7 separate regions of the Mus musculus genome follow, and all the other regions are linked to region 1. The links are chromatin contacts, called in public HiChIP or PLAC-seq and promoter capture Hi-C maps. All regions are on one chromosome and are shown on one strand. The core of a region is the stretch at or near the end of the contact, and the rest is flanking DNA. Distances in the headings are between cores, read along the strand shown. Region 1 holds the start of Pik3r1 (phosphoinositide-3-kinase regulatory subunit 1). Region 2 holds the start of Ccnb1 (cyclin B1). Region 3 overlaps Slc30a5 (solute carrier family 30 (zinc transporter), member 5). Region 4 has its middle 24 kb from the start of Cd180. Region 5 holds the start of Cd180 (CD180 antigen). Region 6 has its middle 2.6 kb from the start of Gm41046. Region 7 has its middle 7.7 kb from the start of Gm41040.

Region 1 (2,968 bases), core at 118-2,617:
GTCTGACAAAGAGGAAAAAGACAGGAAAAGAAAAGGGGGAAAATTAAGTCCTAAAATCATGAAACCCCTAAATAAAGCATAAATTCACACCAGTACAGCAATAGAGCCTGCAGCTTCTTCAAGAATTAACGGTGGAAGTGAGACCTTTCCGGTATTACTAGCGCCAGGAGCAGAATTCCCCTGAATACAGTGCCGGCACACAGCATTCAACATGTCACAGCCACTCCGCTCACACCCTTGCGTTATTGTGCGCGAAAGCTGGTTACTAAAATGCATTTCTGTACATGCGTGCCTGGTCAGAGCGTTTCTATTCTCTTTGTCTCGTGATCTGCCGGGCAGTTTCTGCCTTTGGGAAGGAAGTAGCTTGCAGACAATTCCCCCAGATATTTTAGCTCTGGCTTGCACGCGGGCCGGTTCTCCCTGGCCGGCAGCTTAGTGCTGGGCAGGTCCTTCCAGGGTCGCCCCGCGTTAGGAAAAGCTGGATTTCCGGGCGGTGCCAGGATCCCACTCATTATGCCTCCAGCAACCTGCCCAAGCCCGGCGGGCGCCAGACGCCGAGCTAGAGCCCCAGCCACCGACCGCCCCGAGGAGCACTTCCCCCACCCCGGAAGAGGAGGGAGGCAAACTTCGGAGGGCGGGGGCTGGGGGCGAGCTCCGGGGACCACCATGGCCCAGCCTGGCCGGAGACCCCGGCTGGGGCTCCGGGCCTGGAGGGTACGCCGCGCTAACGCAAAGGCAGCGATCCAGGCACTCTCCTCGCGCGCTCCCGGCTTCGGAAAGCTGCAGGGCGATCGGGGACCCTCGGAAGCGTGAGGTGACGGAGGAGGAGGGGAGCCGGTGACCGCTGGCAACTCCAGGACCGAACGCTCCGGGTAACGAGCACAGCCCGCCCGGGGTGGCACGAAGGAAATGAGAGCAGGAGGTGGCTGCGACCAAGCAAGCTGGTCACTGGCCGGAGAAGGCTTCCAAGTGGCCGAGAGATGCTGGCGACTGGGAGCTGGCAGCCTGCTCGCTTCCCCTTGAGTGGCTCGGCAGCAGAAGTGGCTGCCGGTGACAGGAAGAGCAGCGGCCGTGCGCGTTCGCACCGCTTCCCCCTCCCGGGCACACCGGGACCCGCCGCCGCCTACCTCCGGGTCGGCTCGCTTCCTTCCTCTGCCCAGCCTGGGCTTCAGCGGCCTCTGAAGCTCCCAGCTCCCAGGCTCCTGCGATCCAGCTGCGACCTGCCGTCGCTTCGCTGTCCCGGTTCCTTGGCTGCACAGCCGTCCTCACCGCTACCGCTGCCGCTGCCGCTGCCGCTGCTTCCTCCAACTCGGCTCCAGCTGCTAGCTACTCCTCTCCCTGAGCGGCGCAGCTCCAGCGCCAGGCGCCAGCCCCACCCCGGGCCCGCCCCTGCGCCCCGCCCCCAGATACACACCAATCAACGCCCGAGACCCCGCCCCCCAGCGCCCGAGCCGCGCCCTCCGCCTCTGCCAGTCTCCGGGAGGGCTACCAAGGTCTAGGAGCTACGCTCTGTGCTGCCGACCCTACCCCGCACCCCTCGCTGCCCTCGCCCCCGCCCCCGGCTCGGGGATGCCCCGGGCGACTGGACGGCGCGCGCCCTCCGCTACGGAGCGCTCTAACTCTGCGTGCTTGGGGCTGGCTCGCCTGCGGGGCGTCGCCCAGGCCCGAAGCAGGGAGTTCAAATGGGGATGGGGGTGGGGGGTGGGAAATAAGTTCAGGCCTCTCTGGAGCCCAGCCGGCTGCCTGCGAGACCCTGCCTCTTTCGAATCCACTAGAGCTTCAGGACAGTGGCTGGGTTCAGGAAGATGCAGATGCGAGGGCTCGCCAAAGCGGGGAGGCCCTGTAATTCCTGGCCTTGCCTGCCCAGCTTCCCTAGTGGTCAGAAAAACCGCGCCACCCGGCGTGGCACTCCCGGGGTGAAGGAGGGGTGAAAGGGTGAGCTGGAGCAACGAGTGCCCGCCGCCTGCAAAAGCCTGGCACGGCTGCCTCCAGGAACCAAGGCGGGATCTAGAGGAAAAGGAGTGTTCTGTGAGGAGGGCGCATACCGGGTGATCTCTGGCAGTCCTTGCAAGGCAGAGCCTATGTAGGTCATTCAGCCAGTCCACCGCCTTCTAACGCTTCTGATAGGCTGGAGAAACTCAAATGAAGTCTATGGTTTGTTAGATGTAAAAATGTAGATCCTTGGAGTAGAAACCACTATGGAAGCTGCTCAAGAAAAAAGTGATAATGGCTCAGCCTTCCCAGATAAGAAAGGATGATAGCCCCGTGTTTTGTCTTCATAAAAACGTTCAAGAACTCATGGACTTTTTAAATTTTGCTCCCAAAATATGTCTTATTTTGTAGTTCAGGAACCTGTAGCCACCCACCCTTCTTGCCCTAAAGATCCCTTTTGCAGCTATTCTGGCAACAAAATGCTTTTTCTTAACCAAGAACTTAGTCTGTTGTCAAATTCTAAATTTGGTAGTGTATTACTGTGAGTTTTGGAAGCAGAGGGAAAAAATGAAATTCACAGTTTATGTTAAACAAATGCAGTCACGTTTAAAGGTGACGCCCATTCTAAAAGAAGAGATCTCAGTACACAATTCAGGTACTAATGTTTCTGGTACTCTTGGTATCTAATAAAGACAAAAGCAGGCTGCTACCCACATCACATTTAAGAATTTGCCTACCCATTGGACACGCAAACTTTATATGCCCCAGTACAGGGGAACGCCAGGGCCAAAAAGGGGGAGTGGGTGGGTAGGGGAGTGGGGGTGGGTGGCTACGGGGGACTTTTGGTATAGCATTGGAAATGTAAATGAGCTAAATACCTAATAAAAAAATGGAAAAGAAAAGAAAAAAAAAGAATTTGCCTACACAGAAGATGGCCTAGTTGGCCATCACTGGGAAGAGAGGCCCTTTGGTATTGCAAACTTTATATGCCCCAGTACAGGGGAATGCCAGGGCCAAGAAGCAGAGTGGGTGGGTA
Region 2 (2,968 bases), core at 262-2,761, 980 kb before region 1:
CTGGCTAGACTGGACCTTGTTACAGAGACTCAGAGCCCCACCTGCCTCTGGCCAGACAGAATACTGGGATTCTACCAAGCACCTTATTTTATTAATTAATCTCATTTCTCTGCCTGAAATCTTTTTAAAAATAGTTTTTGAATATACCATCCCAGCATTGGAGGTGGAAATCTCAAGTTCAAGGACAGCATGAGCTACAGAGACACAGAAAAGAAAATGATTTATGCCCACATCCGTGTCCCAGGCCAGCCAGGAGTACATAGTGAGTGAGACTCTGGTGTCTACATAAAACAAAAAGCCCCACCATATTTATCTGCCACCATTTGACGCAGGGTGCTAATACTCACCCCAGAGTCGTTAATGCATGTAAAATGTTTTTGCTAGCCACTCAATAATAAGTAATATATTTAAATGCTGTCATGTGCATCAACGTGAAATGAAGTCAGAGAGAAGAAACAAACTTTTAAAAAATGCAAGTTTACCAAAATAGGTTCAGGAGAAAGCTTCTCTTCTCTAACATGTTCAAGTTCAGGTTCAGGCTCAGGCTCAGCAAGTTCCACCTCTGGTTCACACACAGGCACCTTCTCTACAGGTTTTGGTAGGGCTTTAACAGTACCTTTTCCAGTACCTAGCGTTTTTGCTTCCTGTGGATGAAAGGGAGAGAACAGAATGTTTTCCCAAGGGTGACAGCTAGAAGATGGGCCTTTTCAGGTTAATTGGGCTAGGGAGATCGGTACCCTTTTCAGGGCGATAGTTACCCTTTTCAGAGGCACTCTTGCCTGTAGCTCTTCGCTGACTTTATTACCAATGTCTCCAAGAGCAGTTCTCGGTCTCAGCCCGGGCTTGGAAGCAGCAGTAACTGTCACAGGCACACGCTTGGCGCCTGCCATACTGACCTTGGCCTTATTTTCTGCGTTAATTTTCGTGTTCTGAAAGAAGTAAAAGAACAACTTGAAAAGGGTCCACGGCAGCAAGCAGGCAGCCCCGAGGAAGTCACGGGTTAATTAAGGCGGGACCTAACTAAGGAAAGCAAGGGTGGTAGGATCTAGCCTCCAGCCGTGACAAGCAAGTTTCCACCCAAATCTTTCACCTTTAATCCAGTTTCCCCTTAAGTCCTAAGCCACCCTAAACATGGTGAATTTACATCGGAAAGGATGCCATAAAAGCCTCCGTCGTAGACAGCTCTCCGGGAAGGCGAAGAATTCACCCTGGGCCTTCACCATTAAGAGCACAGCACCCACTCCCCACAAGTCCTGCAGCCCAGATAGGTCCAGAGGTCTTTTTCACCCTCCATAAGGTGGGTCCTCAGCTCCCCGGCCTCGCCGGAGCCCTCCCGGATCCCCCTCCCGCTCCGGGATCCCGCGGTCTTCTCCCGCCGCGATCACCGCAGCGCCTGGCCCGACTCACCCTAGTGACCCTGAGCGCCATGGCTCCTCCAAAATCAGAGGTTCCCCGATTCGAGAAGACACCCTAACCTCTGGCTATCCACAGCTAAACACTAACAGCCGTTCCTCCGCAGCACGCCGGGAGGAGTCTGCCGGGCTTAGGTTTAAACCCCGGGCCGCTCGCTCCTCATTGGCCAGTTCGTGGCACTCGCTCTCTTCCCATTGGCGCCGCGGGTTCCCGTAGAATGCGTTTCCTGGGCGATCCCGCGATCCCAAGTTCGGCGGGGGTGGGGCGGGGGCGGGGCCAGAGCGAGGCTGCCGCTGGCAGCACCGCCCACCCCTCGCGAGGTCAGGCTCTATGCCTGCGCACAAGTCGCATTGCTGCCACCTGCCTTAGGTAGGCATGGCGTGCAGTGCTCACTTGTGTGCTGTCCAAGCTAGCCCAGGCGACTCCGTTGGACTTTAGGAAAATGACTGTGGGGAGTACGCATATCAGTTTTGCTGTTGTCCTATTTATTGTTTCTCATCCTCTTCTATAGAAGTGCCAATACTATCTTAAGAGTTCCCGAAAGCTTTGTTGCAGAGACGGTCTTTAATATGACTGTTCCAACAGCTATCTGGGATGGATTTTGAGGTTGATAGCATGAAGTTTTAGCACACATACACATAGTAAATGTTTTTTGTTTTGTTTTTGCTTTTTGTTTTTTCGAGACAGGGTTTCTCTGTATAGGCCTGGCTGTCCTGAAACTCACTCTGTATACCAGGCTGGCCTCGAACTCAGAAATCCACCTGCCTCTGCCTCCCAAGTGCTGGGATTAAAGGCGTGTGCCACCACCGCCCAGCTGTAAATGGTTATTATAAGCAAATAGATTAACATACCAAGCTCCCCAATAGCGACTGCCCCAGTGATAAAAGAAAATGTGCCTTATGCTTAATTTTGCTCTAAGTTTAAGATTACTCCAAAAATATAGTTTTGTAAAATCTTATTTAACAAAGATCTCTATTGCAACTCTCTATCTTTCTATGTCAAACTCCTTATTAAGGCTTATTAACTTCAGTGAAATTTTCCACATTAATTTTCAGTAACACTAACGCGGATTTATTTATTGACCAGGATCTCTTGTAGCACAGGTTGTTGGCATTCCTTCTATGCTCCGCCCAACAGTTACCTAGCAACAGCCAGGTAGGCCTGGCTTGCTATAAAAAGGACTGTTTGGCCTCTCCCTCTCTCTCTGACTCTGCCCTCTTTTCTCTCTCTGTCCCTTTTCTCCCTCTCTCCCTTCTCCCTCTCTTCACAGGTTCCTGGCCAGCTTCTTTTCTTCTTTTTCTCCTTCTCCCTCCCCCCATCTTTTCTCCTCTCTCTCTTTCTCTCTCCCACCCCCCCTTCTCGTCCCTTCTCTTTCTCTGTCTCTATTCACTTCTCACCTTCCTTTCCCATGCCCCCAAGTAAGCTGTTCTATGGTAGACCCGTCATATGGCTGGTACCTGGGGTGAGGAGTGGAAGCCTCAGTACGGGCCCACTGAGGGCACCCCCTCCCACCACACCATCCTGTGCTCTCTAAAACATATTCTTGGTTTTATAA
Region 3 (2,968 bases), core at 293-2,792, 960 kb before region 1:
ACCCCAATGTTGGAACAGGGTGACCTCAGTTTCTTTAAAACATGGAACTGTTCTTGGAATGTGTTTTCGTGCTCCTCCGAGGTGTAGTGGATAGGAGTGAGTTTACTTCAGAGTAATCTTTACTGCTTGCTGCTATTATTCAACTAAATGTTTAAACTATCCTTTATATGCCTCTATGGAAAACCATGTTTTTCCACGTGCAGCTTGTCATTGTGATTGTATACAGCCTTTCCTTTTTTAACATTTATTTTTATTTGATGTCATTGGTGTTTTGCCTGCATGTACGTTATGTGAAGGTGTCAGAGCACCGGAGCTGGAAGTTACAGACAGGTGTGAGCGCCATGTGGGTGCTGGGAATTGAACCCAGGTCCTCTGCAAGGGTAACCACAGGGCTCTCAAACAGAGTTGATCACTGCGTGAGACTTTAGTATGCCTCATTACTGGCTCCATTTCCCCAGGTCCCAGGCCTCTAGAGCACTGACAGCACAAGGCCGATATTTAATGGAAACAAGTGAGCGCCTCAGCTCAGGAGCCAGCTGAAAGGCAGCACAGTACTCCCCAAGGACTCACCCCTCATGTTCGCATTCATGCCTCCACCCGTGAAGCCGTGGCTGTGACCGTGATCATGGCCGTGTCCATGTGCATGGTGTGAATGGCCGTGATCAGAGTGGCAGTTTCCTTGAGAAGCGCCATGGCCATGGCTGTGGGCGTGGCTGAAGGCACAGATACCAATAAGGTTTACTATCAGCCCTCCGACGGAAACTGGCTAGCAAAAAGGAGAAAAGAAAAGCTTTAATTTTAAAGCTTAGAAAAAAAGTTGCTATTTAAAAGTTATTATATAGCTATATGTTTTTCTACTGTGACTTTAGAAACTATTCATAGTAAACTTCACTAAATTACCCAAATAAATCTATAATGCTGAAAATGTGAATTGTAAAGTATTTTGGAAGGAACATTCTAACTTTCAGATACCAGAAAAAAATGGTACAAGGATTTGAACTTAAGTGATATAGAATGGCAAATCCTGGCTGGGCATGGCGGCACATGCCTCTAATCCCAGCATTCAGGAAGCAGAGGCAAGTGGATCTCTGTGAATTCCAGGGCTACCTAGTGAGACCCTGCTCAAAACAGACAGACAGGCACATCCTTGGTCCAACTGTACAACTTAACCAAATCTCCAAATTACTTTTAATGATTTGAGAATTAATTGTTTATTTTCCTACTATAGGTCAATACTAGAGGGCTGGAGAGATGGCTCAGTCATTAAAAGCACTGGCCAGCTCTTCCAGAGGACCTAGGTTTAATTCCCACGATCTAAATGGTGGCTCACAACCATTTATAACTCCAGTTCCAGGGGACCCTATGCCCTCTCAGCCTCCATGGCACTAGGCATGCTATGTGGTATATATATACATGCAGGCAAAATGCCTTACACATACTTAAAAATCCAAGTGCCAGCATAAAAGACTTAATGATACACAACTCAGGGTCTTAAAGATACATCTTAGTATGAAGAATGACTGACTAAACAGCAACCTCAAGTCAGGGCTGCTAAAAGGAGATACAGCAGGGATACTGACAGGAAGCACCTGGGAAACTGTGGGGATGGAAGAGAAGAGTGACTGTTAGGGCAAGTTTCCAACAGAACAAAAACAAGCAAACCTCCAAGGGCTCATAAGGGCAGAGTGAAGGAAAGGACATCCACAGGGCCGGGGACAGGAACAACTAAAGGTGTTATGATACTTATATAATCTATTGGGGAAGTCTGTACAATTTTTATATTCTTCTCTGATTTTATCTTTAAGAATGTACAAATGCCCTCAGTTATTTAAAAATATAACTTTGAAAAAAATTAAGTCATAAAGGAACCTGTATGTTTTATATATGTAATATAACCTTATATTTGTCTAAGATCTTTGAGAAAAGGATTAATTTCTTTCTTTCTTTCTTTTTTTTCTTTTTTGGGTTTTTCGAGACAGGGTTTCTCTGTGTAGCCCTGGCTGTCCCGGAACTCTCTGAAGACCAGGCTGGCCTCAAACTCAGAAATCTGCCTGCCTCTGCCTCCCAAGTGCTGGGATTAAAGGCGTGCGCCACCATGCCCAGCAAGGATTAATTTCTAAGAGTCTGCAGTAACAATGTAAACATTGTAGTCTTTGTTTATTGTCGAGGCATAAATTTTAAGATCTCACTGTGTGCCTGAGCTATGAATGGTACACACTGCCCAATATGCAGTGTTTGTTCTACATACACACACTTATGATAAAGTACAAGTCAGGCCTAGGAGACTAAAAGCAAAAGTAATGGAATAGACCCACTGCAACAATGCAATGCACCAAAAAAGCCAGAGTTCTTCTGACCATCTCCAAAGTGCTGGGATTAAAGGTATGTATGCAATCACTTAAAACCTCAAATTTAGAGCTGGGTGTGGTGGCGCACGCCTTTAATCCCAGCACTTGGGAGGCAGAGGCAGGCGGATTTTTGAGTTTGAGGCCAGCCTGGTCTACAAAGTGAGTTCCAGGACAGCCAGGGCTACACAGAGAAAGAAACTCTATCTCAAAAAAACCAAAAAACCAAAAACCTCAAATTTATTTAAAGGATTTTTCATTTAATAGACCATGATAAACTAGTTACCAAAACCACAGAAAGTGAAACAGTACATAAAGGAGACAGTGCACTAAGAATGAAGTTATGCTGATCTAAACAAAATTTAAACTATACTATATGGTAACTAGCTAACCTTGGTAAGGAAAAGCCGTCCAAGTGGAAGCTTAAACAGGAGAAGGAAGACTTACTGTCAGCATGTTTGTGTCTAGTTCCGGAGGATCGATCAGTCTAGCCACTGATTCCATAAACACAAAAAATGCTATCACGATCAGAAAAAGCCCATTAATAAAGCCAGAGAGAATCTCTATTCGGCCATACCTAAAAACACATAATATTTTTTAGAAAAGAAATGACAAATATTTTA
Region 4 (2,968 bases), core at 329-2,828, 950 kb after region 1:
GCCAACAGGTCTTTCTTCTTTCCACACCCAAGTATGCTGGACCAACATGTCATTGACTACACAGAGAACTGGGCTCTTGAAACAGCAAGAGGTTCCCAGGACCCAACAGGGATGACCTTAGCCAAAATACCCAACAAAGGGGGATAGAACCTATAGAGACCATATCCAGTGATTAGGCACAGCCTCCAGTTGAGGGATGGGGTTACCCACCCATCTCAAAAATATTAACCCAGAATTGCTCCTGTCTGAAGGAAATGCAGGGACAGAGAGTGGAGCAGAGGCTGACCAATACAAATGCAGATGCTCGCAGCCAAACCTTGGACTGAGCACAGGGACCCCAATGGAGAAGTTAGGGCAAGGACTGAAGGAGCCGAAGGGTTTTGCAACCTTATAGGAAGAACAACAATATCAACCAACCAGACCTTCCAGAGCTCCCAGGGACTAAACCAACCAAAGAGTACACATGGCTCCAGCTGGATGTGTACCAGAGGATGGCCTTGTCTGGCATCAAAGGGAGGGAAGGCCCCTGGTCCTGTGAAGGCTTGATACCCCAGCATAGGGAGATGCTAGGGTGGTGAGGCGAGAGTGGATGGTGGGTAGGAGGAGCACTCTCATAGAAGCAGGGGGTAATTTCCTAGGTAAGTCAAATTGCTAGGTTGTGGAATTATCCTAGGTTGATTGATGTGGTGAGAGAGGACATGACCTTCTGGGTGAGTGCTAACCGTCACTTTGTGCTACAGGAAGACAATAAGACTGCTAGGTAGTTCATGGTTTGGGGTCTGGAATTCTGGCTAATCATATAACCTAAGAACTCTTGGTATGGGTTTGTTGTTGTGTTTATTTGCTTGCTTTATACATGTGTTGGTTGTGTTTTACTATTTCCTATGTTTGCTTTCTAAAAATATCTTTAAAACATAGAGGCTACAACAAGGAAGTTTTAATGTAGGTTGAACCGTGTATGTATAAGGTAATTTAGACAAGGATCAAAGACATCACAGAATTAATGGTTAGGGGTGGATATCAGGGCCTCCCTTGGGCTAACTTAGAGCTCCACCACTGAGCCATACCCTTCTAGCCCTTAGGTTCATTCACAGCTGCATATAGAAACGTTTCAATGGCTAAATAAAGGGCAAAGAGAGCTGTTTGGAGAGTTGCGCCCTCCGTTCAGTAGGATTCTTCAAGCTGCTTTACGATGTAAGACATCTTAGGGCAGCCAGAACCATGCTTTTCTGTGCTTCCTGCTAACAGGATCTGCATCGACCGCAATGGTAGCACAGACTGGTTTGCAAAGTTACCAATGTTTAGTTATCCTTTTAGTCCTATCTTTAGTGAAGGAAATATATCTCTGTAAAGAACATTTCTATTCACCTTTTCTGTGCCTAGAAGGAAAGGAAAGACTACATTTCTGAATGTTCTCCCAGGGAAAGAACTAAGATGTATCCTGGAGTACCTTTGACCAAATACACTAAGTGGGCTTTCTGTATGTGTTAATCTCAGCAGATGTTGGTCTGTAGGCCTGAAATTTGATTCCAGCCAACAACCTTAGGGCAATAATGAGGAAGATCAGTCCAGAAAGGGGAAGGGTGATTTGACACAAGCCCTTGCTAAGATGAGGAAATTGGAAAGGGCAAAGAAAATATACACTGAGTGAGGCTTTTAAAATAATGAAAGGGCCCTTAGGTGCTTGGGGTTGTTTTGACAAGTTCTGTCAGCCCGTATTGACATTCTCTGTCATGGGATAAGTTATCTTCAGAGGACTGTAAGAACCAAGGCCCTTTGGAGTGGTGGTTCTCAACCTGTGGGTGAAGACCCTTTTAGGAACCAAATGACCTGTTTGTTCACAAGGGTCTTATATCAGATGCCCTGCATACCAGATATTTATAGTATGATTAATAATAGTAACAAAATTATAGTTCTGAAGTAGCAATGGAATAATTTTGTTGTTGGGGGTCACCACAGCATGAGGAACTGTATTAAGGGGTTGCAGCATTAGGAAGTCTGAGAGACAGTGCAATGGAGGCTCTGTCTTTTAACTGCAGGAGAACTTAGGAATGCTTTTGCTTTGGTGCTCAGATGGCTGAGATAGATAGAAATTTATGGATGGAATTTTTCCTAGTTTCCAGAATCCTCCTGACGTCTTAAGAGTCTAGCTGTAGCAAATTACATGCGGGAAATTTATGAACTGTCAGATGACTTTTTTTCAGATATTAAAAACGAAAACAGGCTTTTTATTAATTCTGATTTGATTGTGTGTTTGTGGAGAGAGTCTGGCAAGATAAATTGCAGCCTGACTTCAGGACATGTTCTAATTACCATTGACTGGAATAGAATACGAGAAACTGTTTTGAAGAGAGAAGACATCTATTTACTTTTCTCATTGGAAAAAAATGTGTAACATGTTTGACTAGCTGGAAAATACTGAATAATAGAACCTATTCATTTATCAGGTACCTGGCTGCCCATGTAACACATTCTAGTAGCACCAGGAAAAGATGATAAATGGAATAAGTAGAGTTCCTCTGTCACAGAGTGTCATAGAAGAAATGTGTTTATATACACTTTAAGCAATAGAATATGAAAAATTAGTAATTACCTCAAGCGCTGAGAGGAAAGAGGGTTGTCCATTCACAGTTCTGTGTTATGTTGATGAATTACTGATGAATGGGTGAACTAAATTCACAGATTTCATTCCTCTGCTCCTTATTTAATATGCATGGTGCTGGTCTCAGCTTAGTGGATGACAATGAACGATCTCTGGTGGTGGAACATCTTGGTATCATATAGTAGAGAAAAGTGGTTCTTAGGTCTCTTTGTAGTCATAAAGACAATTGTTTTGTGAGGAAATGTTTCTAGACTGTCAAATGGTGTGTATCTGAAAAATGCTGATACCAAGTATTTTCAACTGTTCTATAAGCTTTGGGCGCAAATGAGTCTTACTAAGAGTAAAATGCTAATAAATGGTTATTGA
Region 5 (2,968 bases), core at 159-2,658, 930 kb after region 1:
ATCCCTTTTGATCCTCATAACTACCATGTGATATAAGCACAACAGCCCCAGTCTTACAGACAAGAAACTACATCCAGGGAACTGTGGTGTCTTTTTTGGAGGTCACTCAGATGGCCAGCAGTGGACCTGAGGCTTAGCCCCTTTGGTTCCTCACTGTGAGGGGTGCCTTCTGTGAGGTAAAGTGCCCTGCCATGCACCTTTATTGGCTTAGATCATGTTTTGCAAATAGCATCTTCAGAGGTATGCTTGTTGGTGAGGATGGCATTTTATGGAACGCCTCGTTACTGAGAACATCCCTAACGAAGCCCAAAGGAGAAGCTTTTCCTGCCCCTGTTCAGCCTCTGCTGAAAGAGAGGAGTGAACATCCCTTGTCCTGTCTACTATTCAAGTCTATTCAATTGTTTTAGAAGGCAACACCAGCTATCCCCCATATATCAACCGGTTCAAGGTCAGAAAAGACCTGTGGTAGCTAAGTTCACTGGGTAAATGCTTGATCTTTTTCTCTCCCTGCCACTCCTTGATCTTCCAAATAATTACTGCCCCTATTGCTTTTTTCTCCCCTCACCCCCTAGAAAGGATTTCCTGTAACCTGGGCTGGCCTCAAACTCCCTCTGACCTTGAGTGACCTATCTTCCTGCCTCTATCTCCGGAATGCTGAATTTCTGGTGGGTATGCCCATGACTGTTTGTTGTATGGGATGCTGGGGATCAAACTTGGAAGTTTAATGCATGCTAAGAAATCACTCTAACAACTGACTTATTCAATGTCAAAGCTATTTCTAAGGCAAAAGGGACCCCAAGCTGATATACTTATTTCTGCTCCAGCTGTCTTGTTTAACTTTGAGCCTTTTGTGAAACCAGACAAGGGGCTTTCACCTGAGCCATTTTAACAGTCCTAAGTCACTAGGGTGAGAGAGAAAGTAATCTGTCCACAGAAAGAACAGCAGTGGTCCAGGAAGCAGATGAGGTTCACTCAGCTAGCAGGACCGTTGGGCCTATCTCCTTCTGCCCCAGTCCCCAGTGTCAAAGCCCTCAGGTTTGCTGCAGGAAAGCACTCTGCCCTGCTCTACCCTTCTCCTAACCACTCACAGGGACAGCTAGAAGAAGTGGTGTCCATTGTGAGTGCAGCAAATTCCTACATCCACAGACTCTCACAAGGATAGAGACTAGAAATTGGCTAAGTGGCCCAAACCCCTTGAAACTGGCTTCAACGCAGTGGGAAGCATCGTAGTGAGATTCTAGAGAGCTGCACAACTCATCCGTGTGTTTGACAGGAAATGCAGTAGGCCATCATGGGGTAGGGCTCTTAGTTATTTTTGGCCAAGATGGTTGGTATGCAAAAAGAACTTCCCCTTTTTTTTTTTTTTTTTTTTTTTTCCTTTTGCATGACAGATCCACAAATGCTGAGCAGCTCCCAGCATTTCGGTTCTAAGATCGACCTTCTGAGCACTTCATTGCCTGCCAAATTGCCAGGGCTATTAGAGTGTGATTAGATTGCTTGGCTCTGAGCATTAGATAATCCTACGCAGCTGGGCTTGCTCTGGACCTGGGATGGCTCCGGACATCAGCTGCTTCTTTTTAGTGGCCCTCTTCTTGGCCAGTTGCCGAGCCACCACATCCTCAGATCAGAAGTGCATTGAGGTGAGTCCAAACTATTTGTCTCTACCCAGCTGCTGACACTTGCTGAAAAACTTGAGATATCGTATACAGATTCATCTGAGCTTTGGCTCGCAGTCTCTACTGTCCTGAAAAGGACAACGGGAGATATCATCAGGGGTTTGGTGCAAAGAGCAGATCCCCTCAATCCTGATGCCTAAAGCTGTTTGTCCACTGTCCTAGGACATGGTCACTCCCCACAGAACCCTTTGGTTTCTTAGCTGTCTTGAGAAGGGCTAGTAAAGACAGGCTCATGCCAAGATTCAGAAAATTTATAAGGATCATTGTGAATACAGATTGATCTTCTCCTCCAATTAGACAAACCCTTCCATCTGTAGGACTAACCAACCAGAGTAAATCTGAGACCCGAGGCAACTCAAACCTTCTGGTTTAAACTGTAACAATATTTATCAATGCATGGGAAACCATGAAGAGAATGGAGAGAGAGAGAATGGCCTCGATCTTTTGCCATCTTAAACCTCCCTACCACTGTCCTTGACCCTGGCCAGTAGCCAGTCCACGTGGGCCTGCTTGACAAATGGCGAAGACAGAAAAGACTGTGAGCCTTGATGGCTCGGTTAGCCGCTTTCCTACTTGGAGACCAAAAGGAGAATGTAGGCCAGGGATAGCTAGAAGTCAAGGGTATAAATTGAACCCAAAGCCAGGACTGGAATAAAGTCTGGAGCAGAAATAAACAGAAGCTTGTTAGCCTTGGATTTGGGTAGACTCGGGATGCTCCCAGACTGAGCAGAAATAGGATACCAGGGAAATCCAAGGCAGGGATGTTATATTAGTTTCTTTGGGTTTCCAGAAGCAGAGCTTCAGAGTGAGGGATTTTACACAGTAGGAATGTATTGTTTGTCGTTTCTGGAGGCTGGAGATCCAGGATGGAGGTAACAGCAAGGTTGTTTTCCTCTGAGGACTTTCCCTTGGCTTATCGTTGGTTGTCCTCTTGTGTCTCTCCCCATGCTTAAGTGTGTCTCATTTTCTCTTATTGGGACATTAGTCATGCTGGCTCAGGACCTACCCAGCATTCCTCATTTTACTGTAATCATATCTTGAAAGGCCTTCTCTCCAGTTATAGTCACTTGAGGCATGGTGTCCTCGGAGTTAGAATCAGTGGCAGGAGTACATGGTTGGGAGGATGGGACACAACTCAGCACATAAAAGAAGTAAAAGAGGGAAGGGCCTTCCTTCAGCAGCCCCAGCTCCACTCACCACATTTAAGCTGGGAGCTCAATGTCATGCATCATGTAGATGTCTTAGGGGGATCAGGATGGGGACATCACCTCAGTGACCAAGGACAAATGCCA
Region 6 (2,968 bases), core at 216-2,715, 900 kb after region 1:
AGCCAATCACTGGGCGAGTAGGAAGGACTTTCAAGTTGGACGAAGGAAGAGAGGGTTAGAGGCTATTGGAACGGTAATGGCATAAGGTCTACATGTAGCTACTAGTGTCTCCTGGTTTCAGTGGTGGATCCATCAGGATTCGCCACCAGAGGAATCAGATTTAATACTGCTTACAAGATTAGGTTTAGTTGTTGCACCCAGAGATTGAGTTACCATTGTTTCTGAGCTAAATTTGTGTGGTGTTTTTCTTCTCTCAGGAACTTGACTGGGTTCCAGAGACAAAAGTACGGCGGCAAAGCAAGGGTTTGCCTGATGTGCACCACAAAGGCCTCGGGGGCTTTGAAGCATGAGGCTGGCATGATAGCAACCCAAAAGTGGGAACCTAGCGAGCTGGGTGGGGAGATTGTGGAGGTCTGAGTCAGAGTCTCCATGAGATAATAGGTTGGCCATTGTCGGCCAGTGCATGGCCAGCCAGCCCCACAGGGCAGAGAGTTGCCGGCAGTAGAGCAGGAAACCTGCCGGTCATCTCAAGAGATTTGTTTCTACCAGGTTGCTGGATGTTGTGGCGGCTGACCACAGGGTGGACGGTTATTGCATGGGGCTGGCATGGCAATGATCCAAGGGAACTCGGGAGCTCCGGCCCAGAGAGATTACCCAGAGAGAGATCATGGAGACATGTAGCCCCGCTGTGTCTATCACTAGCGAGGGATCGTGATGGTCTTTTTAAAATATTTCCTGCAACGTATGCACACACACACCCCAATATATACATATACCACACACACCATAATTCAAAGAGAGTAAATTACAATAAAGTGAAAATTCTCCCATTTACACCATACTTACACCTCAGTTTATCACCTCGGAAATAACTTATCCATTTTCTTGTTCATCTTTCTATATTTCCTCCTCTTGCAAATACACACATATACACAGAGAGACAAAGGACAGAGACAGACAGAGAAACAAACAAACAAACAAAAAACCCAGAGGGACAGAGGTAGACAGAGAAATGGAGAAACAAAGGAAGAGACAAAAATTATATATATTATAATTTATATAAAAATTATATTAAGTTTATATAAAAATTGTAATTACATAAAATATATGTGGTATATATTACATATATGTTGTTTTTCATAGGAGCAAAAGAACACAATGTACACTTCTTATACATCTTAGGTATTTTCTTTAACAGCATTCTGTGGTTTATAAATCTAAGTTAATAGCTCTAAGTCCCTTAGAACAGTGCTTGAACCATAGCAAATGCTAAAGCAATGTCCCCTCACATGGGGGAGGTCAAAGAACAGACTCCAGCATTCGAAACTGTTGGAGCGCAGAGATAAAAACCAACACGGTTCCACTGGACAGGATGGACAGAAGCCCGGAGGATACCCCAGAGACTACACTACTACCCCTCCCAGTGCCTGTGTGGCATTTGGGAAAAAAAATGTTGCCATCAAAGGACACACTTCCTCAAATGAAGTCACACTTTCCTCTCTCTGGTATGGATACATCTAAGCTATGCATAGGGAAGCAAGTCTTCGTGGTAGATTTTGCTGCAGCCACGATCAGAAAATGAGAGCTGACTTCTGCACTTTAATCTGTTACATCCCAGTAGCAATGTTAAACTCACCTACAAAGAATGAATGGTGTTAAACCCCCAGTTTGTCCAAAGCTTGCTCAGGTCCACATCAAGTCACAAATGTTTCTGAACGATAATGAAGGGGGAGAGTCTCAAACTTGGTTCTGGTTCCAAACCTGTCCACTGAGGTCCTCTGACTGACCCAGAACTCATAGCAGATGTAAATTCTAAGGCTAATCAGAGCAGCTGCCAGGGCAAGGCTCAAGAGGGGGCCACAAGCAGTTTGTTGGTGCAGACCATTTTGCCTGGTGCCGTGAGGAACATTCTCTGTCCACACAATGTTCAGTTCCCCAGAGATGCCTTCTCGTTTCTTGGTGTAGAAACATGACAGAGGCCTTCCACTTGCCCAGGCCACCTGACCCACAATGCACCTGTCAGACTCAGCAACCAACACAGCCTCGGGGTAGGATGTGGGGAAGGGCAAAGGTTTTGAAATGTGGAGCTATTTGGGTGTCTGAGGAATTTGACAGAACTTGTGACTGCTCCGTTTGGTAACTTAAATAAACAGGAGTCGTTCCAGAACAAATAGCGGAGTCCATTTAAATTCACCACTCCCCCCTCTCCCTGCCAGAGCTCTTTGTTTTAAATAGGCATCGTTTGAGTGTTCGTGGGTATGTGCACGCACTTCTAACCAAAGGTTGGGAGAGATGCCAAATGGTAGCCCTCCCAATGCTATCAGGGAGGAAACAAGAGATGCCTGACCCTGTGCTGTGCCCCACTGAGAGGCTTCTGTGGGGCAGGGACTAGGTCAAAACAAAGCCAACTACTGCAGACAACTGTTTTTGCCACCGAGTCTCCAAAGCCCTACAGCACCCGATACATGTGACCCACATAACTACACGGACACAGGGCGCAGGGGGCAAGCCTGTACTGCGACAGCTGCCACCCCTTCACGGCTCTGTATTGTCCCTGAGCCTGTTTTGCTCAAAGGTCCTGACAAGGAGAAAACTTGAATCCAGGAGGAATTTGAGTCATTTGGGGTGTGAGTATCTAAAGTACTGATGAAAACAAGAGACAAAAATGGGCCAGGTAGTTGATGGCTGAGACCTGGGGATGTTTTTGGTTCTGCCCTGCCTGACCACTGACTTTATCAAAGTGCTGTGGGACCGTGAATGACTGTCACTCTACTTCCTGAGTGAAAGCCCACCTGAGGCAAGAGATGACACCTCCCTCACACTTAAAGGCACTCTACCTTTACTGTTAATCAGCCCTCAGTCGGGCTACCAAGACCCCCACCAGTGCTGAGCTGCTGATTGCCCTTGACTGCTCCAACGCCAGGTCAAGAAGACTTGACCTTGGGATGTAACCAACCCCTGTGAACTC
Region 7 (2,968 bases), core at 293-2,792, 900 kb before region 1:
ACCATACTGGAACCATACACACGGTTCTGGAATAATGGTGCCGTTTTGCTAAAGGATGATGTCATCTCTTTGCTGTTGCATCTGCTGTCCTAAGTAGCACAAAATCCACCTGGGCCAGAGAATGATCTCTCCAGCCCCCAAATCAATAAAGCCTTAAAAATATATGCATGAACTGAAAATCTTAAAAACATATTCTCTGTGTGTTCCCAAGTGTGTGCACATGCATGGAACAGTGTACTTTTCTTTTTCTTTGCTTTTTGCTTTTTCTTTTTGTGAGATTGGATCTCTCACCCACCTGGAACTCAGCAAGTATACTAGGTTGGCTGGCCAGGGAGCCCCAGGGATCCGCCTATCTCCACCTTAACAGCACAGGGAATACAAGTGTGCATCGCTGCACAAGGCTCTTAAAATGGAGGTTCTGGGGATTGAACTTAGATCCTTGTGTCTCACTGAGCTATCCCCTCAGCTCAATGTATTTTAAAACATTATTTCACCTCTCCAAAGAACCAGGGAGGCAAGAAAGAGGAGAATGTACTGGGCTGGTTTTGTGTCAACTTGACAGACCTGAAGTCATCAGAGAGGAGGGAGCCTCAATTGAGAAAAATGCCTCCATAAGACTGGGCTGTAGACAAGCCTGTCAGACATTTTCTCAATTAGTGATTGACAGGGGAGAGCCCAGCCCATTGTGGTTTGGGCCATTCCTGGATAGGTAGTCTTGGGTTCTATCAGAAAGCAGGCTGAGCAAACCATGGGGAGCAAGCCAGTAAGCAGCATCCCTCCACGGCTCCTGCCTCCAGGTTCCAGTCCTGCTTGAGGTCCTGTCCTGACTTCCTTCAGTGATGGATGTGTGCCGAATGAACCCTTTCCTCCTCAAGTCGCTTTGGTCACTGTGTCTCACCACACAGATGATTACCCTGACTAGGAGAGAGGCAAGGTGAGCAGTGTCACACAAGTGGGCCTGATTCTTCCTGGGGCTTCTCCTCAGTCTTGTTTCCTGGGTTGCTGTTTCTGTTGTGTGTCATTTCTCTGAGTACTTGCCTTCCTTTTCAGAAGGTCCTTTCCTGTGCCTCCGATGCCTGCATTCGATTTTGAAGCTGTTTTTCCATACTTGGATGGAACCCTGTATAATGATCCCTTAGTAATTCTTGCTCTCGTTTCTTATCAAATGATCATAGCACAAAGCTACTTCCTAACTTATCCATATATGCTTGCAATAGAGACTGCTTCAATTTGCATACTACTGGGAGTCAAAGTATGCTTTTAAAGGAGGAAAATGTTTTTATAATGTGAATAAAATCTGGGGGAGGGTTTGCTTTAACCTCGGACCCTCGAAGGTTTTTTTTAAATCAGAACTGGCTTGAGGACATGGGATGTCTCTCCATTATTCACACCACATTTATAAAATAGATTTACAAAACTCTTCCTCTCGGGATTTGGAAATGGATGTGCACTCCCCAGCATTTGTGTTGCCAAGGGAGCACACATCTGCCCTGGAAAACCTTCCTGCAGAGTAATGTCAGCAGAGACAGATGAATGAGCGTACACACGGTTCTGGAATAATGGTGCCGTTTTTGCTAAAGGATGATGTCATCTCTTTGCTGTTGCATCTGCTGTCCTGAGTAGCACAAAATCCACCCGGGCCAAGAGAATGAATTACAAGGACATCACGCTGGCAAGGTGAGATGAAATAAAAAATGGACAGTAAGATTTAATTTGAGAAGAGGAGAGCTTTGAAAAGATCCAGTTTGCAATGTATTTTTCTCAAGTGAGGTCTTGATCTAATTACCATATCATAATTTGCCATCATTTTGGACTAGCAGGAACGATGCAGATCTTACTCCTAATAACAGGATTGCTACTGGTACACTCGTAGGCCAGCAGACTATAATTAGGCACGTTGTAATTGATTTCCGTCTTTAAAGGGCACACTTAAATGCCAACAAATAAAGATGCTTTTTATCAGTTAAACCCACTCACTGTATTTCCACGTGCCTCAGGGTGACCTGGGAAATGCTGTGCTGGGTTTTCTCTGGATACTAAGAAAAGACTGTCATTATCCTGAAAATGGCTTTGTTCTCTCTCTCTCTCTCTCTCTCTCTCTCTCTCTCTCTCTCTCTCTCTCTCTCCCCTCTCTCTCATAGGTCAGGCTGGCTTCTGTATGTAGCCAAGGATGGCTTTGAACTCCTGATCCTCTGTGAACTTGCTCAAATGTTGGGATTGCAGGTGTGTACCAACATGCTCAGCCTTTCTTCTATCTATCTATCAATCTATCTATTTTTGATACAGGGTCTTATTACAAAGCCCAGATTAATCTTGAACTCATGGTCCTGTCTCAGCCTTCCACTGCTGGCTGGGGTTAGAGGCATGTGCCAACCATGACTAGCTTTCCACATTCAATCAAACATGGGTCTCCAACTTTCTTCCCTCTCTCCTTCCCCCTCCCCCTCCCCCTCTCTTCCCTGCAGTACCAGGTGTGGAGGCTAGGGCTCTACGACTGAGATAGAGTCCAACCCGCTCTTTATTTTTTATTTTGAGACAAAGTCTGATTAAATTGCCCAGGCAGGCATTGCACTCACTTTATGGTTCAGGCAGGTCTTGAAGTTGCTATTGTTCTTATTTAGCTGCCCAGGTAGCTGGGATTACAGGCATGTGCCAACAGTCAAGGCTTGCTCCCTGCCTCCCAGTGTCCAGAGACACAATATGTGAATTTCTGCGGAGGCACAGGTAATGGCTGGGAGGAATAAATACTACAGCTAGATTACATCAAAGAATCAAATTTCAAAGCCTGGATTATGAAGTTGTGAGAAGGAGGGAGAAGGCAGACAGAGGAGAAGAGACTATAGAAGTATAATGAGCTGTTGCTTATTACAAAGCAAACCTGCTCTTTGAAGAAAGAGCAAAGGGCTCTTATTGTGTTGCCTGGCTGGGCTTGCTTTTGAGGACTCGTTAGTCCTGAGATAAGACGGCA

Evidence for each region. Promoter capture Hi-C pulls out the DNA fragments that hold promoters and counts their contacts. HiChIP or PLAC-seq counts read pairs in DNA pulled down with a chosen protein or histone mark.
Region 2: an H3K4me3 HiChIP or PLAC-seq map of embryonic stem cells shows a contact between it and region 1, with 16 read pairs. The contact joins the promoter of Ccnb1 here to the promoter of Pik3r1 in region 1. A contact is called at or near these places in 7 of 39 promoter capture datasets (cranial neural crest, embryonic stem cells, hippocampal neurons and 3 more), 1 of 484 Hi-C or Micro-C datasets (embryonic stem cells), 3 of 115 datasets of contacts at active chromatin or transcription factors (embryonic forebrain, embryonic stem cells and stem cell-derived neural progenitor cells) and 3 of 9 other capture datasets (adipose tissue, embryonic stem cells and liver).
Region 3: a contact with region 1 is called in a promoter capture Hi-C map of pre-B cells, with 2.6 times the contacts expected there. The contact joins the enhancer-like site here to the promoter of Pik3r1 in region 1. A contact is called at or near these places in 3 of 39 promoter capture datasets (the 3T3-L1 cell line, the C10 cell line and pre-B cells), 5 of 115 datasets of contacts at active chromatin or transcription factors (the 230-238 cell line, embryonic stem cells and stem cell-derived neural progenitor cells) and 2 of 9 other capture datasets (adipose tissue and embryonic stem cells).
Region 4: a contact with region 1 is called in an H3K27ac HiChIP or PLAC-seq map of microglia, with 9 times the contacts expected there. The contact joins the enhancer-like site here to the promoter of Pik3r1 in region 1. A contact is called at or near these places in 7 of 39 promoter capture datasets (the 3T3-L1 cell line, cranial neural crest, embryonic stem cells and 4 more), 9 of 115 datasets of contacts at active chromatin or transcription factors (the 230-238 cell line, bone marrow-derived dendritic cells, bone marrow-derived macrophages and 4 more) and 1 of 9 other capture datasets (embryonic stem cells).
Region 5: a contact with region 1 is called in a promoter capture Hi-C map of pre-B cells, with 12 times the contacts expected there. The contact joins the promoter of Cd180 here to the promoter of Pik3r1 in region 1. A contact is called at or near these places in 18 of 39 promoter capture datasets (the 3T3-L1 cell line, the C10 cell line, the HPC-7 cell line and 11 more), 1 of 484 Hi-C or Micro-C datasets (bone marrow-derived macrophages), 14 of 115 datasets of contacts at active chromatin or transcription factors (the 230-238 cell line, bone marrow-derived dendritic cells, bone marrow-derived macrophages and 6 more) and 3 of 9 other capture datasets (adipose tissue, embryonic stem cells and liver).
Region 6: a contact with region 1 is called in a promoter capture Hi-C map of pre-B cells, with 11 times the contacts expected there. The contact joins the enhancer-like site here to the promoter of Pik3r1 in region 1. A contact is called at or near these places in 18 of 39 promoter capture datasets (3T3-L1-derived adipocytes, the C10 cell line, the HPC-7 cell line and 11 more), 2 of 15 datasets of contacts at CTCF or cohesin (large pre-B cells and pro-B cells), 13 of 484 Hi-C or Micro-C datasets (LSK cells, the Patski cell line, bone marrow-derived macrophages and 8 more), 37 of 115 datasets of contacts at active chromatin or transcription factors (the 230-238 cell line, the HPC-7 cell line, the NIH/3T3 cell line and 20 more) and 1 of 9 other capture datasets (pancreatic islet).
Region 7: an H3K4me3 HiChIP or PLAC-seq map of forebrain shows a contact between it and region 1, with 6 times the contacts expected there. The contact joins the enhancer-like site here to the promoter of Pik3r1 in region 1. A contact is called at or near these places in 8 of 39 promoter capture datasets (the HPC-7 cell line, embryonic stem cells, frontonasal cranial neural crest and 3 more), 9 of 115 datasets of contacts at active chromatin or transcription factors (astrocytes, embryonic forebrain, embryonic midbrain and 4 more) and 1 of 9 other capture datasets (embryonic stem cells).

What each region holds. Positions count from the first base shown.
Region 1 is chr13:101,766,850-101,769,817 of GRCm38.p6, forward strand. Pik3r1 (phosphoinositide-3-kinase regulatory subunit 1) reads right to left here and starts at 1,368. Exons shown (of 16, transcript NM_001077495.2): 1 at 1,128-1,368.
Region 2 is chr13:100,784,975-100,787,942 of GRCm38.p6, forward strand. It overlaps Ccnb1 (cyclin B1), which reads right to left and starts at 1,512. Exons shown (of 9, transcript NM_172301.3): 1 at 1,408-1,512; 2 at 759-929; 3 at 483-644. The coding sequence starts at 1,428.
Region 3 is chr13:100,808,514-100,811,481 of GRCm38.p6, forward strand. Slc30a5 (solute carrier family 30 (zinc transporter), member 5) reads right to left here. Exons shown (of 16, transcript NM_022885.2): 12 at 2,793-2,922; 13 at 571-766. Among named protein-coding and RNA genes, the nearest start is that of Slc30a5, 23 kb to the right of the region's middle. Within about 2 kb of position 1,543, at least 6 of the 459 cell types and tissues checked have an H3K27ac peak or open chromatin away from gene starts, as enhancers often do. A contact at or near this core is called in pre-B cells, where this site is marked.
Region 4 is chr13:102,715,608-102,718,575 of GRCm38.p6, forward strand. No RefSeq gene overlaps it. Among named protein-coding and RNA genes, the nearest start is that of Cd180, 24 kb to the left of the region's middle. Within about 2 kb of position 1,579, at least 12 of the 459 cell types and tissues checked have an H3K27ac peak or open chromatin away from gene starts, as enhancers often do. A contact at or near this core is called in bone marrow-derived dendritic cells, bone marrow-derived macrophages and microglia, where this site is marked.
Region 5 is chr13:102,692,150-102,695,117 of GRCm38.p6, forward strand. Cd180 (CD180 antigen) reads left to right here and starts at 1,409. Exons shown (of 3, transcript NM_008533.2): 1 at 1,409-1,640. The coding sequence starts at 1,551.
Region 6 is chr13:102,667,621-102,670,588 of GRCm38.p6, forward strand. No RefSeq gene overlaps it. Among named protein-coding and RNA genes, the nearest start is that of Gm41046, 2.6 kb to the left of the region's middle. Within about 2 kb of position 1,466, at least 32 of the 459 cell types and tissues checked have an H3K27ac peak or open chromatin away from gene starts, as enhancers often do. A contact at or near this core is called in bone marrow-derived macrophages, hematopoietic stem and progenitor cells, microglia and 2 more, where this site is marked.
Region 7 is chr13:100,870,084-100,873,051 of GRCm38.p6, forward strand. No RefSeq gene overlaps it. Among named protein-coding and RNA genes, the nearest start is that of Gm41040, 7.7 kb to the left of the region's middle. Within about 2 kb of position 1,543, at least 40 of the 459 cell types and tissues checked have an H3K27ac peak or open chromatin away from gene starts, as enhancers often do. A contact at or near this core is called in forebrain, where this site is marked.